Regions from separate parts of the Mus musculus genome. Here region 1 is linked to region 2. Evidence: chromatin contacts called from public HiChIP or PLAC-seq data. All regions are on one chromosome and are shown on one strand. Each heading gives the region's core, a stretch centred on a gene start, on an enhancer-like site or on the middle of the called end of the contact. The rest is flanking DNA. Distances are from core to core; before and after follow the strand shown.

Region 1 (2,700 bases), core at 133-2,632, 110 kb before region 2:
CAGTTACCTGACTGTAGTCAGGTATGCTCCTCCCCATAGTTACCTGGCAACTGTAAGATAGCCCAGCCCACTATAAGAAGGGCTGCTTGGTCCCTCTTCGATCTCTTTAAGCTTTCACCTTTCTTACACTCTTTACTAGCCATCCTTCTCTCTCTCTCCCTTTTCCCCTTTCTCCACATGGCCATGACGGTCTCTCTCTCTTTCTACCTTCTCTCTTTTCCCCCTTGCCTTTCTACAATAAAGTTCCAAAACCATAGACTGTCTCTGCTCGATGCGATAGGCTTTCTCCTAATGAGCCTCGTCTAACCTCCCGCTAGAAGGTCTTCTTATGCTCCAGCCACGGACTGGACCAAGGACTCTTGCCTGCGTGGGAACCATCAAGCGCTCTCTCCTCCTGCCCTCTCCTCCCTTGGGCCCCAGAGCTGACTGAGCTGCCCGGGGCCCTCATTTGTTCTCAGCTCTTCCGTGGTATCCAGCGTGGGATGCTGGAGGCTGAGAACCTGGTACCTAGGGCTGCCGCTTGTCCACCCCCTGCCAAGCTGGGGATCCATGGCTTTCCATAGCCAGACACCCACCAGGGGCCGCGTGGAAAGCATGGGGCAGTCCTCCCGCATCTGCCCGCCCAGAGCATCAGAATTCTGGCAGGACGCGGGTTCTCTCCCCTCTTTCCCCCACACCCATGGCCTCACACTGCCTGATATTAATTATATGCCTGATCATTGATTAATATAATTCTAAGGACCCAATGCTGGGCCAGAGGCAGTGTGTGGACATTTACTTTGTCGCCCAGTTCTCTCTCTTGCTTCAGAAGCCTTCACTGCTTGAAGAGTCAGCAGTTCCCAACTACAGTGTCAGAAGTCAGACCTTCATATACAGAAGGTATTGCCCTTCCCTGCTTGGGAAACAACCTGAGTCCTTTCCTGGCCTTCAGCTGGCATCTCAGAAAGAAATAGCTTGTAAATGACCTAGTAGGGAGCCAGTTCATGAAAGGGAAAAAAAATCTAGAGAAACCTCAGTGTCTGATATTGATCAACACAGGAACATCTTGGCAACTCTAGAACATTCTAGCATTCAATCACTTACGTTCCTTAGAAGTTGATTGTGCAGGAGGCAAGGTGGGTCATGATCCCAGAACTTGGAGGATGGAGGCTCCCTGGTATGCAGTGACTTCCTGCTCCTTTGCTTTGCAAACATTTCTATCAGGCGTGTAGGGGTGGGTGTTTATGGTGTAGGCGCACACATGCCAGGGAGTGTGTTTGGAGGTCAAATGACAACTGGAGGAGTTGGCTCTCTCCCTTTACTGCTTGGGTTCCAGGGATAAGGCTCAGGCCAACAGCGGCTTGGCAGCAAGCACCTTTATCTGATGAGCCAATCCGAAGGCCCAACTTTCTCTAAAAGGACAGAGTCACGTCTCTTAGACCAGAAGCCAAGCGACGAGGTTATCCAGAGAGAGGAGGAGGCGCACGGCTGTGAATGTCAGCAAGGAGTTTCTAACTAGCTGGAAAGGCACACAGTGCTGCCTGCTGCCTGCTGCCGAGCTCGTGCCAAACAACTAATCTACAAAAGGACATCAATGGGAAGAGCAGTTTACACTCATGACAGTCAGAGGAGGAGTCAGTGTAGGAGAAGGGGAACTGATTTCTGCAGAAATGTGTAGGAATTTGACATGGGGCAGCAGGGACTTGAATGAGGACAGGTTTTTAAGGAGGTGGCAAAAGAATGTTGGGTTAGTGACAAACACAGAGGGGACAGCTGGGAAATCTGAAGTGAAGGAGAGGAAGAGTATGAAGAGTCCCCGGGAACAGAGGAGGACATACCCAGGCTCCGGTCATGGCGGCTGAGGTCAGCACCTTAGCTACATTGAGATAACCAGGACAGGACGTCTACTTGGCCAGACAGGGCAGGCTGAGGACTTGGGTTTTGGCTTCTCTTCTTTTTTCTTAGAAAATGTAGAAGTGGGAGGGGAAATAATTGTAGCTGTGACCAAGAGTGTACGCAAGCCCAAGAAAAGTGCTATAGCAGCTTAGACTTGAGTTGGTGGGCAGGACAAATTAGAGGCGCTTCCTTGGGGCACTGGACATATTTCGGTATATATTCCTTGGGTTAGATATATTCTATGAACTCAGACTTACACATAATCTTGATGCACTAATTAATTAATTTTTACATCTATTTATTCATTGTGTGTGTGTATGTGTGTGCATGAGTGTGTATACCTTGTGTGTGCATGTGCGTGCTATAACATGCTGCTTCTGGAGGTGAGAGGACAACTAGCCCAGAGACAATAGTTCTTCCCTTCCACCCTGTAGATCAAACTCAAACTCAGCTCATCAGTCCTGGCAGCAAACATGGGTTACTGAGCCAACTTGCCTTCCCTTACATGCTTACATGTCATTTGGAGACAATTCTCTGTTACGATGTGCTTAAGACGAATAGCCCACCCAAATACATTTGCTTATTAGTTGTAAAATTAAAAAGGATTTATCCTGATGGAGCTGGTGACATGGTGCAGGGGGAGCATTCATGGGTACCAAGTCTATAGCCTCAGACAGAACACAGTTCAACACCTCCTCTCAAAAGCCTCAGGGAGTGGGGATAAAACAAACTGTTCCCTCTGAACTCTGGTTAGCCTGTGGATTTGTAAGCAAAATGAGATAAATTAGAAGATAGACTGAAAGGTTCGATTCGTGATGCACGCAG
Region 2 (2,700 bases), core at 33-2,532:
ATTCTTAGCAAGTAACCATTAATTAAACCCACGGAGAGGTTTTGTTGTTTTTTGTTTTTTGTTTTTACTCTGTCTTTGTTTTTTAACCAAGTTTTCAGTGTTCTGAAAGCCTTTTGTAGCTCAAAACATGTAACAATGACAACCCCCTCCCCCCAGGAGCACACAGTGAGCTCGCGGCTCCACTATGGGAGTTTCCATTGATTAAAATCAGTAAAACACAGCGTTAGCTGTGAACAATTTAAAGACTCGAGGATGTGATTTGCCTTTTGTGTGACAAGAACGATTCCCTCGCTGTTCTGTGTATAATTCAGGCCCAAATGAAACTGTGTGTTTATCTGGGCGCTTTCAGACAACACTAATTCCACAGGTACCTGCTGGATACCTACTGCGGTGACTGCCACAGGTGTCTGGTGATCCACACAGATAATCTCTGACCTGACAGCAAAGACAGCAGGCAGTGGACAACAGAGAGTGCACGAGGAAATGGCATCAGAAATATACACCAGGTAGTGGAGGAGGAGACATCAGGAATGCTGTGGTGGTGAGGGAGCGCACATAATTTCAACAAGGGTGGCCAGGGTGTGCCTTCTTAGGAAGGTGACATATGAACAGAGACTTGGTTAGAAGGTGTGTGTGTGTGTGTGTGTGTGTGTGTGTGTGTGTGATTTTACTGTTTTCTTTTTAAATCTGTATGTTTGTGTGTGTGTCAATCCTATAGACCAGGTTGGCCTTCAATTAGGGAATTCCTGCCTCAGCCTTTTAAGAGCTAGGATTATAGTCTGGGCCTGACCCATCACTAGGATAATAGTCACTGAACATTGCCCATTTATCTCAGAGGCTGGCAGATCTCTGTGAGTTTGAGACCAGCCAGGTCTACATGGTGATTTCCAGGCCTACCAGGGCTATGTAGTGAGACTCTGTCTCGAAATGAATGAATGAATGAATGAATGAATGAATGAATGAGTGAATTGACTTGATTATTCCACTGAATGAATGATGAATAGTTTGAATAATATGTTCTAGTTCTTTTCTTCTGAGAGTATTTATACAGAATGAAGATATTTTAGGGGCAAATGAAAGAAATACCTGTCATTTGAGCTCATGGAACTATGACTGAAAGTGAGTGAGCTATGGGACCATCAGAGACTGTGGACATGCCTCACAGGGAGAAAAAAATCCAGGAACTGGGAAGTGAAAGGGAAGTTTTGCTTTCATTAGCCCCTCCCCCTGAGCACACATGCAGCCCCAGTCAGACCCACATCTCAGCTTGCCCTGTCTCAAAGTCCAGGGGGAGGGATCTGAGTCATGTGGTTGAGCTATGCTGAGAGGGAGACGGGATGAGGTTGGGAAGAAATAACCTCTCAGTGACAAGTGGCACCCAGGAGTTTGGCAGGGGTGACTGACGCTAAACTGTGATGAAAGCATCCCATGACCCTCTCAGCAGCACGAGGTCCACTCAGAGGGAGGGGAAGATCTGCTCCCACCTCACGGCTACAGCTTCTCTACTGCATGGTCGAGCGAATGTCCGTCAGAGGCCCAGTGTCCTGCCTTCTCACTGAAAGCAAGAGTTGTCATATCTGAGACTCCACAAGATTCGTAGAGGAACTGAGTGAGATTCTCCCCCGGAAAGTGCTCTGAAGCTGTCAAGGCACACTCTATTTCACACATAAAAGTATTCTTAGCATTATCTGACAATGGCAAGTGATATGCTGTAGATTCCGACACAGAACACAGAGTGGGTATAAAATAGAAGCTCAAAATTCGCAGAGGAGGGTAGAATTTATGCCAGGCGAGCGCATGCCCCTGTTTAATCTACAAGTGACAAAGAACTGAGCAAGCTCACTGGTGTAGCCAGTCACACCCAGGCTATTTAGTGTATGTCTTAAGTATGGCTATGCTATGGATAGTCACTTACAAACCCAAACAGTGGAGTAAAAAGTCTTGCCAGCTGTCCACACTACCCATCTGTGCAGGGAGAGTTTCCCAGAAGGCCTTCCCTTCCCTTGACCTTCACCGTCTATCAATCCTTGGAAGGGCAGTAAGGCGAATAGGATTGGCTAAAAATATCCTGGAGTCATCTGTGAACTTTTCATCATCTTCAGATAAAGATCTGAGATAAAGAAAAGCTGAGGAAGGGGGGGGGGGACTGGACGTGGGGAGTCAGTAAAGGAAGAAGACCCCAGCTCCTCAGGAAACAGAAATGAGGTTCCCTCCACGAATGAGTAAAGGTTGCCAAATAAAATACAAAGGCTACAGGAGGGAGGGATAGTTCAATGGTCAGGGGCACTTTCAAGTTCTCTTGCAGAGAACTTGAGTTTGGATCCCAGGACCCACATGTTTACTGATGGCCACCCATATCTCCAGTTCAAGCGGATGAAGTACCCACTGTAGGTACCTACACACATGTGTAATTTCATATGCATACACACAAATACAAATTTTTAAAATTAAATGCAAGGCTCTCTCTCTGAAAAAAAAATAACCTAACCCAAATGATTGCTGAAAGGAATGTAATTTCAGCCATGTTTGACGTCTGACTGGGGCCACCAGAATTACATCCAAAGAAATACTGCCTGACTGTGGTTATAGATGAAACTATTTAAAGTCTGTTTGATTGTATTTTATCAGAGAAGGATGACTGTATGAGACAGAAAGAGCTTGCTTTGAGCAAGATCCATAACACAGAAGTGTGAGGGACAA

What was found. HiChIP or PLAC-seq counts read pairs in DNA pulled down with a chosen protein or histone mark.
Region 1: a contact with region 2 is called in an H3K27ac HiChIP or PLAC-seq map of heart atrium, with 24 read pairs. The contact joins two enhancer-like sites. A contact is called at or near these places in 3 of 484 Hi-C or Micro-C datasets (Sertoli cells, nephron progenitors and uterus), 1 of 115 datasets of contacts at active chromatin or transcription factors (heart atrium) and 3 of 9 other capture datasets (adipose tissue, liver and pancreatic islet).

The regions. Positions count from the first base shown.
Region 1 is chr17:49,737,238-49,739,937 of GRCm38.p6, reverse strand. The region is part of intron 10 of Kif6 (kinesin family member 6); the gene reads right to left. Among named protein-coding and RNA genes, the nearest start is that of Gm16555, 83 kb to the left of the region's middle. Within about 2 kb of position 1,382, at least 22 of the 459 cell types and tissues checked have an H3K27ac peak or open chromatin away from gene starts, as enhancers often do. A contact at or near this core is called in heart atrium, where this site is marked.
Region 2 is chr17:49,626,248-49,628,947 of GRCm38.p6, reverse strand. All of the region lies in intron 3 of Kif6 (kinesin family member 6), which reads right to left. Among named protein-coding and RNA genes, the nearest start is that of Kif6, 12 kb to the right of the region's middle. Within about 2 kb of position 1,282, at least 17 of the 459 cell types and tissues checked have an H3K27ac peak or open chromatin away from gene starts, as enhancers often do. A contact at or near this core is called in heart atrium, where this site is marked.